Regions from separate parts of the Mus musculus genome. Here region 2 is linked to region 1. The links are chromatin contacts, called in public Hi-C maps. All regions are on one chromosome and are shown on one strand. Each heading gives the region's core, a stretch centred on a gene start, on an enhancer-like site or on the middle of the called end of the contact. The rest is flanking DNA. Distances are from core to core; before and after follow the strand shown. Region 1 overlaps Grik2 (glutamate receptor, ionotropic, kainate 2 (beta 2)). Region 2 has its middle 30 kb from the start of Gm40642.

What was found. A called contact is a pair of places that touch in the nucleus more often than the background predicts.
Region 2: a Hi-C map of cerebellar granule neurons shows a contact between it and region 1, with 2.3 times the contacts expected there. The contact joins two enhancer-like sites. A contact is called at or near these places in 3 of 484 Hi-C or Micro-C datasets (cerebellar granule neurons and cerebellum).

The regions. Positions count from the first base shown.
Region 1 is chr10:49,637,571-49,645,136 of GRCm38.p6, reverse strand. All of the region lies in intron 2 of Grik2 (glutamate receptor, ionotropic, kainate 2 (beta 2)), which reads left to right. Among named protein-coding and RNA genes, the nearest start is that of Grik2, 150 kb to the left of the region's middle. Within about 2 kb of position 5,031, at least 7 of the 459 cell types and tissues checked have an H3K27ac peak or open chromatin away from gene starts, as enhancers often do. A contact at or near this core is called in cerebellar granule neurons and cerebellum, where this site is marked.
Region 2 is chr10:50,134,217-50,141,782 of GRCm38.p6, reverse strand. No RefSeq gene overlaps it. Among named protein-coding and RNA genes, the nearest start is that of Gm40642, 30 kb to the right of the region's middle. Within about 2 kb of position 3,837, at least 8 of the 459 cell types and tissues checked have an H3K27ac peak or open chromatin away from gene starts, as enhancers often do. A contact at or near this core is called in cerebellar granule neurons and cerebellum, where this site is marked.

The DNA of each region.
Region 1 (7,566 bases), core at 3,782-6,281:
CCACCCCACTCCCTCTCAAGGCTTGCCTCCTAATCTTGCCAGTTCTTTTTTCTGGTCAGACTGTAAACTCAGTACAGGTTTTCTTTTCCAGCCAATCTTCCTTTTTTTTACTTTTTTCTTGGCCATTCCAGTAATAAGACTTACATTAAAATACAGAAACTGGACTAAGCTTAAAAAAGGTTTAGTACTGAAGCATCAACTGAATCTACACATTTAGTGCTAAGTTTCCAAGATACAGTGACTGTCTTCTGGTATAAGGTCTAATGTCTACTTTTTTATTTTATTGTTAAATTATAGAAGGCTTCCAAATAGTTAGTTTGTCTGTTTTAGCTAATGCTACAAAAATGGTGTTGAAAGACTTGCTGATTTATGGCTACAACCTATCACTGTGAAGCAGCAGACTTAGTTAATACATTAGTCTAGAGATACATATGTTCTGAGCCCAGTTATATAAGTAAACCTTACTGAATGAAGCAAAATCCCAATCACCATATATTTGTATATTTGCAACTCAATAGAAATTGGAAAGAACTCTATGGCAAGATTAATATCTTGTCTCTTAACCACTATTAACTATGCTTAGGAATAAAAACCTTTCACCTCTTAAGCAAAATGCTAGCAATAAATTTGATCAGTGACACTGTCAAATAGGTCATATGACAGTGAATGTTTACTGTATTCTATCCATTGGATACTCTCTAAAGGGCTATGTAAAGGCACAAACTCCTGGGTCAGAGGTCCAAGTCTAGTTGGTCATTTAGCTGTGCGGACTTAGCAAGGTGTGGAAGTCTGTATTTTCCCATTGTAACATGGATATAGTCATCTTTTGCTTTTAGATCAGTGAGGATTAATAATTTTTTTAATTGTTTAAACAATTACTGGTATGAGTACAGTGCTGCATACATTTTTCAGAAATAAAAATATAATTAAAGCAATACATTGACCCATTGAAAAATAATGCACAACCAAAATGTTGGTTTTCATTCTCAACATAAAATGATGGCCAGCAATCAGGAATATTTAGCAAGCAGAGTATAATATAATAGAAAAACTGCTATGATCTCAGTGGGACATTGATCGAACATATGTGAAGAATGTAGAGTTGCAGTTGTATAAAATAAACAAACACAGAGTTTCTTGATAGAAGAACATTAAAATAGCACTATTCCTGGGTCTCTCTTTTTTAGCCTTTTTCACCATGTTTCTTCTTTGTTTCTCCCCACTACCCATTCTTTATTCCAGTTATTAAAAACATAAGTTAAGGAAAATGATTATTTAGGAGAACAGAGTCACAGAATTTGTCAATATTGAAAAGTTACTTAAAAATTAATAGAGTTTGGATTGGTTAGTCATTGGATAAGATATTTTATGATACAGATAGAATTTCCCAGTATTCTTATTCCATGTCATCATTAAAAACATAGCAGAAAATTCTTTCTTCTTGGATCATCAAATCCTCTTGAGATTTATTTGTATTCCAGAGAATGAAAACTGGTCTGTGATTATTCAGGACTCCCGTTTTTGCTTCTATCAGACCTATTAGGTTGAGAAAGTCACCAGCAGAATGATTATCACCAGTCCTCTCCTCTCAATTATGCATTTATATTAGATTGAATTATTATATTACTTCTTTAATGCCTGACGCAAGTTTTGTTTTCAAGTTGAAGCCCTCTTCTTTGTTAATCTCCTCAGTAGTCTTCTGTATTTTTTTCCAGTGATCTTCACTATAACTCTTAGATACAGGCAACACTCATTTTGTCAAACATTTAGGGAAATCGATTTAGAAAAATAAATTAACTCTCCCAAGCCCAAACTATCAGGTATTTATAAAGTTGAAATTCAAACCTTGCACCATTTATTATTAATATCTGTAGATTTCTTAAAATCCCTAGTTGAGTTGTGCTCAGAAGATAAATATAGAGAAGCATCTTCCAGGAGAGTCATAATGCTAGAGCACAGCCTCACAAGCTTTCTGTTTTCCTGTGTAGTGTATTTCAACAGACTACATTTTTATCTCTAGCATGCTTACTCGTTTTTGATTTCATGTTTCCCATCTTTCAAGCCTTTTAAGACACCCCAAATTGCTTTTAATTTTAGATTATGCTTGTATTTTCTTAATATTTCTCTAGCATTATATATGTGAGTTGCTGAGGAGAAACCCACAGAGGGTCAAATGATTTCCTGCCTGTAAATGATTTCCTTCAGAGGGTAAGTGCCTCTATGAACTTCAACTTGATGTTTGTACAGGAAATATCATGCACTGTCTCCATAGTGTTTATTTCAAATGAGAAAACCAAAAACTGGTTTCTGTTATTTTTCTTTTCTAAAAGCAACTAAAACTCTGAGACTGGGGCCACATGCAACCTATTCACTTGAATAGTACCCAAATGGCTTTTTCTCCAGGAATGTATCTCTAGATTCTCATTTTATACTTTAATTTATACATTATTCTTTGTGATAGACTTGTTGAAATAAAAGAAAAATGTTCTTACACTCTTAATAAAATCTAACCAGGCTCTACTGTGTTTATTCTGAGTCATGTATAGCACAGGGCTGCACCAACCTGAGAAATGTCTGAGAACATGTAACATTGTACAATAGTAAAACAGAAAAGTGAATTTATGTTCTTTCAATGGATACAACTTGATTTTTGAGAATATGAGAAATATATCATTAGCAAAGTAGTAAACAAATATGGTGCAGATATGGATGACACCTTTTACCATGAACAGGCGGGCCTCAACTGAGTGAATCTTTTCAATGTTGACATACTAGGAGAATGGCTACATAATCCAGGTTGGAAGCTCCATTCCTAACGACAGCAATTTCCTAAAAACTCTTTGGATAAACATAAAGCTCTTAGATTAATTATATAATTGGCATTATCACAAATTGTATTTTTATTCTTTCATTTTATTTTCCTGTCTTATTTCTATTCAATCTACTTATTTTTCTTATTTTCCCTACCATATAGTACTTAGTACATTCCCTGGACAAATCTTTCTGTTGCTCCTGTTCCTCTTTACCAAGTACCATACCCATCTCCCCCACTCCACAAAGTCAAATAAAGTCTTTACTCAACTGTTAACTCTGCTGTATAAAAGCAGGGCGTGGTGGCATACACCTTTAATCCCAGCACTTGGGAGGCAGAGGCAGAGGCAGGCGGATTTCTGAGTTCAAGGCCAGCCTGGTTTACAAAGTAAGTTCCAGGACAGCCAGGGCTGTACAGAGAAACCCTGTCTCGAAAAACCAAAAACCAAAACAAACAAACAAACAAAAACAAACAAACAAACAACCCCCCAAAAACAACAAAACAAACAAGAACAACAACAAAAAAAAACTATGCTGCATAAAATTTCATGATTGTTGTCATTAATATAAAAAAGCCCAGTGTAATATTGAAATGTGAAAACAATAAACATGGAAAACAGTTTTCTAGAGTTTACATATTTAGTGCTGAAAGAATATGACTATTACAGTTCTCCTAAAAGTGATTTCAGCCAGAGTGATAAATGTTTCTTTCACAGATCAGAATCTTTTCACTTAAGCATTGCACAGTAGCATTGCAGAGTGATTAACCTGGTGTCCCGATGCTGGTTCTGTGAACATATTCCATACTTTATCTCTACTTTGTCTTTTAAGTTTAAAGTTATTATGGATGTCTTCTATTTTATATTTGGAAGGCACTACAGTAAGGAAGATTAAAGGGAAGACTGGAAACAAATTCAAGATGTGAAATTACTTTGTCATTTTCCATTTTCTTTCCTTTGCTAATAAAAAGTCACTTTACAGCATGAGATTTTCAGCAAAGTATTTCTTAATAATTCCGTATTCTAGTTTTAAGACAGAACAAGAGATCTTAACATACAGAATTGTTGGAGTTCTGTATGATCTAAATTATATATATATATATATATACATATATATATATATATATACAAGTTTGTATATGTATATATATGTATATATATATACATATATATATATTTGTTATTTTTATTGTCAAGACAATTGTACAATAACGAGTTCCCTTTGACATTTTCATACTTTGTTCAAAAATACAAGTGACCTACACGCAATGATTGCAGCATTGGTGTGTATGAATATTTACACTATTTTATTACTTCCTAAATTAAGCTAGTTAATACATATGTAGTTTTAGGACCTTTCACATTCTGCCTTTTCTATTTTCCTGTAACTCTCATTAATTTTAGCTACTTTATCTCATGTTTCATTCTGAAGTGGATTCCTTTTATGTACATTATTGCATTTGACTCTTTTTTTTATATGAGGTGTAATACCAGTGAAAGCAGAGAAATTTTTTAATGATCCTTCTCTAAATTACAAACATATGTTAGTTGCAACATGGTGGCACCTGGGTGGTCTATTGCTTTCAACATAGCTATTACCATAGTCTACTTAGTCATATCCTTGATTATGATTTTATTAACAGTTATAGTATATTTAGGACTTTGAGAAACTTATGTAAACACTCCACACTTACTATATCAGTTACTCTTTCTAAAAGCCATATAAAGTGTGTAACATCATTATTCTGACATAGACATGGAAATTAAGAAATGTCATGATTCCTCTGAGTTCATCATGACCTCATTGTCTCAACAAAACCCTTGTAGCTGCATTGTTTCCTCAAACATAGTACATTGTTCCTTCTCTAATTTGATCCATATTTGAAAATGGCCAATGAGTGGATGACAAACCTAATGTCCATCATTTTCTTTAGGGCAGCTTTGAGGATAGATTTGGGGGATACTAAATGGGTTCAATGATTGAATCCATGGATTGGTCTGTCATTTTGGCAGGCATTGAATTAGAGGCACAAGCACGTACAGCTTCCATTGTGGCATGAAAGGAGAGTGAGTTCCTGTGTCTGGATTCACAGAATACCTCTAGGACAATCAAATGTAAGAGGCCCAGCTACAATGAATTACAAAAATGATGGCCTGTAGAACTGCTCTGTGTGGAAGAGTCCAGCTGGGTGGTGTGGGGGAGGAGGCTTGGCACTTCACAGAGACAGATGCTAGAATGGATATTGCAGGTGGTTTTATGTTCCTTCATGGTGGGCTCATTGGCAGATCTTTCCCTTGGCTCTTTCAGTTTAATCCAAACCGGAGGTGACACTGTCTCTCTGCTGGCAATGACCTTGCTCACCTTGCCAAGGTTTTCCCAATACACATTAGAAAATATTTTTTGTTGGATTTTCATCTGATTTCAGTGAAGCAACACTTTTCTTTTAAATTATAGTGAACCATTTTATGGATGGGACATCTATCTCTACTATTTTGATTTTGAACCATATAAGTGCCAAGATAATGACATCTATTTAAAATCTTGTTCTTGGTTACATATATATGTAACATTTGCAAATATATATTTAAAACCAAAAGATAAAAGATAGCACTTGCTGAGTGGTTCCCATGCATCAGTGTTTCAGAAATTTATATAGATTCTTACTTTTAAGTTTTTCTTATTCGACCAGTTTTATGGGAAACTATAATTACCCTTAGATTCCAAAGAAAAGAGAAAAGAAATTGAAAATTATTAACTTACCTAAGACCACAAAAATGTAGCCAATTAGGTCTTGCAGTAATTCCACTATATCCAGAAACTACATTTTAACCAAGACACCACTTTCTTTCGTATAGTCTTCTTTCGGCCAGGTACTTTATTGCACAAAACATTTTCTGTACTCATGAACAGAAAAATGCATAAAAAGCTCTTTTGCCTAGACATAGAAAATTATAGCTTGCATTGTGTATGTGTGCGCACACATACACAAGTTTGTGTGTGTGTGTGTGTGTGTGTGTGTGCACATGTGCACGTGCTGTCTGTGTGTTGTCTAGTTACTACTGGCTTGAGAATAGGAGACCTGAGTTTTTATTTTAATCAGAAACATTGAACTACATGAAAAAGAATCCTTGGCAGCAGCTGTATATTCTCACTTTGACTTGAAAATTACATTCATTGATATCTTTTTAGTCTTTGAAAAGAAATCTATTGTCCATTATAGCTGCTGCTGCTGCTCTGAACCCTTTTGATAATTGTCCATGCAGAAGCCTGTTCTGTGTTCTTTGAGAAATAATAACGGTATACTGTACTTCACAGGTGCGAACGTGAAATGATTTGCTCTATCATTTTGCTTGCTTAATTTACAGCTTTCTGTATTTAATTATGCCTATTGTTCATAGATTGGATATTGAGAATCCAACAAAGATGATATTTTGAATCAGCTTTGTAATGTCATTTAGTAGGTCTTACACTGCAGGATACTTAAATCTTTTCTTCAATTGTGACAGTTTGGATATCCTCAGGGGTTCCAAGCTGTCTTCAATTATACCAGCTATCTGAATGTGGAATGTAAAAGTACTATTATAGTGGAAAATTAAATATTATTTTCCCCAGTTTTACCTTTTTAATAGTTACTAGCTTCTGCATAGTCACTATTTTATATATATATATATATATATATATATATATATATATATATATATATATATATAATTTTGTATATGTATTTATAAAATTATGTGCAAGCCTGCTGTGGATATAGTTTCTTCAAAACCATATATTGTCACTGGGTGGTTGAATACCTTGGATATATGTCTATATTACTTTCCTAATTATAGAAGTTTAAGACTGCTATATTTATTTTGAAAGTGAGATAGAATCATGTAAGTTTTATGATCATGGGAATTTTGCTGTTATTTCTGCATTCCCCTTGTTTTGAATGGTATTGAAAATCTTGGGCTTGAACACATATGTCTCATCGCGTGATACTACCCTGCGTTCAAAAATGGACAGCTTTATCTGATGTGTGTGATCTCAAAATTCTTGCTGCCACAAGATGCTGAAAGTTGTGCTTGATACATTATCCAAAAAACCACTCAGAATGAAATTTAAAAGAAGAGAATAATTCTCTTTTTATAACTGTTTTTTTTTCCTGGCAATTTTTAATGTGATTATTTGGGAATGCTTTGCATGACATTGGAAAATTAGTGGCTTGGGTGACATCTTGGCTCTAGATGACTGGAGGTGATCACTTGTTGATTCCCTAAAACCTTTTTGCATTTTTGAATGCTGTTACTTTGAGCCTTACTAGTTTTTAGATGCATGCCAGGCTAAGGATGTGTCATTTAATAATCTATATACTTAACCACTATTCATGGACATGCAGTTATTTTTGTTGATTCCTTTAACAAATAAAAGCTTCTGCTCCCAGAAAGAACCTGGCACAGTTTAGGTCCTGATAATAGAGGTGAACAAGACCAACGTGACCTCTAACTTGGCCAGACCCATGTTAGGAATTTTGAATGTAGAGATGTAAGCGGACATTCCTGTACACAATCCTTCTAACTATTTATGCTTTGGTCCTGTTAGCTTTGCTCTTTTCATTGTTGGAATCCTATCTTGTCACAAAAGCCAAATGGATACTAGTAGGAAATAGCAATATATTAACCTATCAGGCAAGATGTGATTGTAGGGGCCTCTCACTTTCTGATAATGTGGCAAGGGTTATACATTAGGAGGGTGTGGGTAAAGCTTCAG
Region 2 (7,566 bases), core at 2,588-5,087, 500 kb before region 1:
ACTATGGGTACATGGCAGACAAGAGCAGCCTCTGTCCTATCCAAGAAGCTTGCCCGGGTTCTGCTTTCCCCTCCAACTTTACAGCCTTTGCTCACTCATTTTGTAAAATTTCCATTGGGATATCTCTCTATAAATGTCCCACTATATTGAGGTTTTTGAACATTTTACTAACTGATATGGTCAGGATATCTTTCCCTCCCTCCTTCCCTTCCTTTCTACATCTCTTTCTTCCTCCTTTCCTTTTTCTCTTCCCCTCTCACTTCTTCCTGTCCATTTTCTTCCACCTTATAGCTCTCTATTTGCTCTATTTGAGCCTATCATCCTTATATTAACACACACACACACACACACACACACACACACACATACACACACACATACACACACATACACACACATATATCATAAAATTTCAGGCAATTAAGATATAAAAGAATGAAAATATTAAGGATACTTAAACCATTCCTCTTTATAATCACTGTTAATAATTAAACACTCACTCTAGCCCTTTCTTGTGTTACACATATCTTCTGATTTAGGTTCTATGTTAACACAGTATTAGTGTAAATGAAATAAGACTATAAGTGGAAATTTACAAGGTACCTTCTTTGTTTATATATTTTGAGTCATTTCTAGTAACACATTTTTTTTGTAAGAATTCCACTATCCATTTTAAACATGGAGTGGTATCTCACAGGGAGGGTAAATGTTATATTATCACCTATTACTTTGCTAGGAGTCAAGTTTTCTTCTGGTTTGACAGTGATGGATGATGGTGCTCTAAACAACATTTCTGTGCATAGGAGAATTTTTTCCCATGAAAAATATTTTCCCATGAAAAAATTCTAAGAGGTTAAATTCTAAGAGGTTAAAATCAGAATTTTGTTTATTTAGAATTATTATAAGCAATAGTAATGTTAGAAAAATTAGCCTGTCTCAAAGGTACTGTTTTTAGATTAAGTATGATTATTTGTAGAAAATGGTGCATGCTTCTCACTTACAAGTTAATAGTAATTATTATTCTAGATTTATAAACTATGGCCAATCATTGAGGTGAGTTATGGGGGGATATCAATCTCACATGAGAATAATTTTCTATAAAACATTTTATTATTCAAACTCCTTATAAAAACTCTTTTAATCTGGTATTGCCATTTGAGATCATAATGAGAAATACTTCTGTAGCTTTCAATTTGGCAAGCATTGAATTAAGAAATAATTTTGTGTGCAGATGTCATTAATCTTCACATACATGCACGTTGTTATTATAGTCACTTTACAGATGAAAGTGAATCTGCAAGTTTTAGTCTGAGACATCCAAGTTTTCACAGATTGCATGTGGCTGGCCTGGGCTTCCAGCAAACATCCTAAGACCAATATCATACCATAGCTACTCTGGGAGGGAAGAAAAATGAGTCAAATTCAGGGAGGTTGTGATTATATTTAATATCCAGGTAAGCATATTTATGGACCTTTACACATTAGTGACATGGCAAGAGGCGAAAAGGGATGATATTTTCATAAGAAATCTAGGTAAACAGCGGACACATCATCAGTGGTAAAGCTGTTTGATCTTAATGCTTTTGTACAGTTGTTACTTCAAGGATAGGAAAATGTGTGAAGTGGATACTGTTCCAAGACTGTGGTTTCTCTTGATTTTTTTCTCACTTCCTTTTCTAAGTGGATGGAGGAAGATTTTGTGGGCTTAAAATACGTTCAAATAAGTATTTTCTTATTTACTGAATATATATGTCCCTAGTGATGTCAAGAGATAGCCAAACATCAAAACCCACTTTAGGCTTCCAGCATATCCTCTTACTTGACCATCTGAGTTGCTCAAGAGCCTGAGCACAGGGGACAGGTGTATGGATATTTGTAAAATCTAGCAGTAAAATCTATCCTATTAACAAATAGTGGACAACTCATTGCTTTGTTAGGATTTTCATAATGCAGGTGGTATTGTTTGAATCACTCAATAAGGACTCTCTTTTCCTTGGCTAGCTTTCCTAGTTCTAACCAACTAAACTATCTGGCTCAAGTACATAGCCTTTCAGTGAAAGGAGGTGGTGATTTTGGAGAGAAATACACGTTAAATTCTTGTTTCTGTTGTTTATGAGGTAACCATTTTCTTCCTATTGTGTGCTCTTGTGTATTTGCTTGTGAAGAATAATGAGATGGGTTTGTAGAAGAGAGATGTTGTTCCATTATGATAGATGGAATGCATTTATCCATCTATGGATAGATAAGTAGATGCAGAACCCTTTGAACTTTAACACTCCAGTGTTAATTCTCTTATTGTCAAGAACTGTATCCACTTCTGAGGTAGTGGGAGGATAGATGGATGTATCTGAAACAGTGAAGCTTTTTTCTTCCTTCCTTCCTTCCTTCCTTCCTTCCTTCCTTCCTTCCTTTCTTTCTTTCTTTCTTTCTTTCTTTCTTTCTTTCTTTCTTTCTTTCATACAATATATTTTAATCAGTGTTTCCCTCTCTCCAACTCTTTTTCAATTTTTATTAGATATTTTCTTCATTTACATTTGAAATGCTATCCTGAAAGTCCCCATATCCTCCCCCAGCCCTGCTCCCCTACCCACTCACTCCCACTTCTTGGCCCTGGCATTTCCCTGTACTGGGACATATAAAGTTTGCAAGATCAAGAGGCCTCTCTTTCCAATGGTGGCCAAGTAGGCCATCTTCTGCTGCATATGCAGCTAGAGACACGACCTTTGGGGGTACTGTTTGGCTCTCTCTTTCCAGGTCTTCCCCACCTCCTCCAATGTTAATGTTCCTTCTCTTTCAAAATAACAAAAGAGAAATCTCTCCAACCAAAAAAACCCCCACAAATCCAAACACAAAAATAACCTATTGAAAAATTAAAACGGAAATTGAAACAAAGAAAAACAAGGTAAAATGTGCATACAAAACAAAATGAAACAAAAAAATTCTACTAAAACAAACAAACAAACAAGCAAACAAATACACCAACACTATGGCGTTCTATTTGTGTTAGCCGGTTATTACTGGGTAGGAGGCCTGACCTGGAGTCTTGTTTATATTGCCAGACTCTGTTGAAGAAAACTGATTTTCTATTTGGTGGTGAGTATTAGCTGCAAATAACCGTTTTGGTAAAATTCTCAACCTCAGGTCTACTTCCTACCTCTCAGTACTGGGATCCTGCCTGGTTTAAATCTGTTGGGGTCTTGTTGGTGTGTTGCCACAGTCTCTGTGAGTTCACATGTATGTCTATCCTCTTTGTGCCAGGAAGGCACAGTTTCCTTGGAGTCATCCATCACCTCTGACTTTTACAATCTTTCTAACTCTTCTTCTGCACAGTTACTCCAGACCCAAAACTTACTTTACAGCTTTTACAGGTCATCTGCCAGTTTGGTTTCTAAGCAGATCCTGAGGTCTGGTGTTCTCCTCCACATCTTCTCCTTTCCTAAACTTGCAATTATTCTTGTCCTAAAGAAGCTCTTAATACTGGCACTAGGATTGATGAACAAGGGATATAAAGAATGTTCTGGAGTGGGGTGGGAACTGGCTTGGTAGATCTTAGAAAATTATGAAGAGCACAGAAATTTAAAGGAACAAACAAAGCATTTGTAAACAAACACCCCACAGTATAAACAAAAGAAACCATACAACATTACAGGAGTGCAGATGTAAGTTCAGTTGGGCGTTGTGGCCTTTCTCTGACGATCACAGAGTCTGGCCCTTTGGATGCGTCCCAGACTGGACATGCGGAAATATGTTCGTAAATTCTTGCCAAGTAAAGACAAGAGAAGGGAGCCATCTGGTGTGGGAGGTACACGCTGGTTAACTCTATCAGGAAGCAGGTGGCCAGGCAGTAGGGGGTTTCCAGGCTGAGAACTAGCGAAAGTACAGACTGCACTGGTGTGATGGACAGTGAGCATCAGCACAAGAGACAGAAGTCTACTAAGTGGGAGGATGGATTTCATGAGGAAAAACTGCCCCTTTTGTTCTGTATTTGATTTAGGTAGGATTTAATTTTTTTCTGCAAGCATTTATTTAATGCCTACAATGTATAGGACACTAATTTTGGCAAAATAAGAAGAAATGTCCTTTTAGTAAAGGAAGATATATTCTTTAGCAAAGAAATGATTCTATAGGCACAACGCCTCATAGCTTCCTAAGTGTAAATGCATGACTTCAGGTATATGAAAATCTAGGTTTGTTACTTAACACAAGAAGGATGCTCACTGTATTTGCAATACACATCTCCTTGCTTTGGCAGCTTACTTTTCTTGGTGATATTACAACTCAGAAATAAATACAGAAAATTTATGAATTAAAAAAAGTTACGGCAACTTCTTTACTAAAAGACTAAGTCAAAGTGAAGAAGCCACTAAGTTTTGCCCAAGGTCACATGATTTCTTACAGCTAAAATTTGGGTCATTTTATATGTGTTTTAAACCTAGAGGTTACAGTGCAGCTAGCATACATGGCTTTCTGAATATGAGAAAGTATATGCCACTGTCCTTCTGATCTTCGATGTTTCCCTCTTTCACACACAATCCTCCTAATGATTCCATCATTTGTTTAAAATTATGTGAGTCTTTAGTCAATAGTCATTTAAGAATTTTACACTTTTTTAACATTCTGCTAAAATTACATTTTTGATTGTTTTCTAAATTAGCTGCCTATTCACAGCTAAGCTTTCTGAAAGTACCTCTGGCCAGCTGGAACATTAGGGCTTTTTCCTGTTTAAGTGAAAAAGTAGTGGGATACTTTAACTTTGCAGTGTTCACATCCAGTGCTTCACCATGCCTGAACCCAAGCCATTGACTTTCTTGGCTTCCCAACATGATAAACTACATCCCATATCACTGAGATGTATAGCTATTAAGATGCTGGAAATTTCTAGAATATTCCTAGTTATGTTTCTAATAGCTTTGTTCAGATCTAAAATTCTGTAGTTTGCTACACTTGAAAAATGTACTTTCCTATAATCTATATGTGGTGAGATTGAGAAAGATTAAATCAGAAGGAGTATTTTGTATATGAAAGACAGAATGCAAAAACTGATTTAAGGTTGGCTATAAAATATCAATGTGTTTTCTCTTTTTTCCTGTCTTTCTGTTTTTGCTTATTTAGACAGTACACACAGTGTAGTTAGGAGAGCTTTGAACTTGCAGTGACTCCTGCTTCAGCCTTACAAGTACATTTTTTTTTCTTAATTTAATGGAATTTTGACTGAAAAAAAAAAACCTGACAGAAAAGCTAAGGGGATGCAATCAATGTTTGAGGAAAGACTTATTTAATTATAACATACAAGAAATCTGTTCTTCCTCTGTGTTTTATTTATAACCTGATCTTACAAAGACATGTTAGAAGAAACCATGCATTCTGGCAACACACTGTGTAACTCAGTGAGCTGACACTGCCTGATCAACTATAAATACTGAGGCCCTGATGAAAGCTGTTGCTGCAATCTGCTACAAACCAGTTCTGCTCTTTCTCTACATGTAACAGCGGCACTTTCAGTCTACAGACCAGTGGTTATAATTCCATAGCAATAAGTAATTTCATACTAGAGCTCAGATTTTACACACAGTGTTTTGAAGTATCCTTTATTCTTCTGTACTGACTGAGACTTCTGAAATTTGGCCTACAAACAGCACTGAGTTGAGCTCTGAGAATGTAGACACTCAACCCTTGCAACAACCTGGAAAGCAGCCATTTTCATTATTTCCATTATACAGATGGGAACCTAAGTCCTCAAAGAGATGAAGTAAATTATCAATGCCATTCAGTCAGTAAGTGGGAAGACTAAACCTTGAATCCAGTTCATAAAACCCAGAGGCTGTATTCTCCACAGTTAAACACTGATAGTACAACAATTAGTATTGTTTGTGACAGTGACTTAGCTTATAATTCTGTAGCCAGCAGTTCTCTGTCTGCCTAGTCTCACTGTCAGTGGACTACATTAAAAAAACAAAACAAAAACAACAACAAAAAATGATGATAGTTGTAGGTAGAAAAATAAAGTTGTAGTCATTAGAAAATGATTGTTATCATCAAGTAACTTTCTGAAAGGAGGTTGAGCAAGCCAATGACGTTAGCATCCCCTGGGGGCTTGTTAGTGCAACTGCTATCTGTCCAAGAGCCTTTCAAACAATTTCTAGATAATGGCTTACATGTACATAGACCAAAGAACTTCTCATCTCAAACAGTATGTCAGACCTGAGAAGAGACTAAAGTGTTCACCCTAACTATTCAAGCAGAGAAATGCAGTATGGCTTTTATTTTTTTTTTCATTTTGATCTTTTGATAAATTTGATACTCCAAAATTTTATTTGAAACATAAGTATTTGATGCTTAAAAGAGTTGAAAACCATATCCTTTTACTCAACAATGAAAAGATACACGAGGAAGGTGAAGTTTTATTAACAATTTGCTCAAAGCAAACTACTAGCAGATCCTAAACTGGAACTCAGAAGTTCGCTTGCCTGCCTTTCAGCTCTCTCTCTCACACACACACACACACAAACATATATCTATATATATACTATTATATATAGTAGTATATGCAGACTATATATATATATATATATGTTATGAGGAGAGAGACTCATATATTTACATATGAATAAGCAGAGTTCTAGCTAGACCTAGAAGCAAATAGCATGTTCAAGGTTAGTATATGTATATATATATATATATATATATATATATATATATATGTATATGTATATGTATATGTATATGTATGTATATATATATATATGAATATGTATTAAAAGTACATACTAATATATATTCAATAAAATATGTACACTCAGTGTATTATGTAGGGATGACTGGCTGGATGTGTTTATAATGACAAGACCAAGGTTTTATTATGGATCTGTCTATAATAATAAGTTTGGTTATTATAAACTTGCTTGCCGACCTAGTTTGGTTCTGACTTAGTTTCCATGACTATAAACATTACAATGATTCTATTAATTGTCCTGACCAACAACTGACAGAAGCTTCTGAAAGGAGGAAGGATTTCTTTTGGTTCACAATGCTAGAGAGCTCAACCTACGTGACAAGGATTGAATGGTAGCTAAAGTGGTTTGATCTCTCTCTGGTAGTCAAGCTTATGGAAAGAGCCTCATATCTTGACAGATGAGGAAGCAGAATTTAAGGAGGACCTAGAAGCAGAGAGCACTCAGTGTCTGTGTCCAGTGAAGCAGTTAGGCAAGGTAGCATTCACATGCTCTTCCCCAAAGCAGTTACACCAGCTGGAAACAAATGATCAAACATGGGACATTCTATATTCAAAAGCAGTGGAGATTTACATAATATTTATTTCCATCCAACTTTTGTATCCAAAGATGTAAAAATATCCCCAAATTACTAATATGGCTAATATTTAAAAGCAACATACAAATTATGCCATAATAAAAATAAATAGCTGAAAAATAAAATTCAATGGGTTTTCTTCTACTCTCCTCTCAGCTGTGGCTCTTGCCTCATAAGCAAAAGCAATGCTTTGTCCTGGTACTTACTTACTTTCAGATGTTTTTTTTATGAATCCCTGATGTGTGTGCTGCATTTATG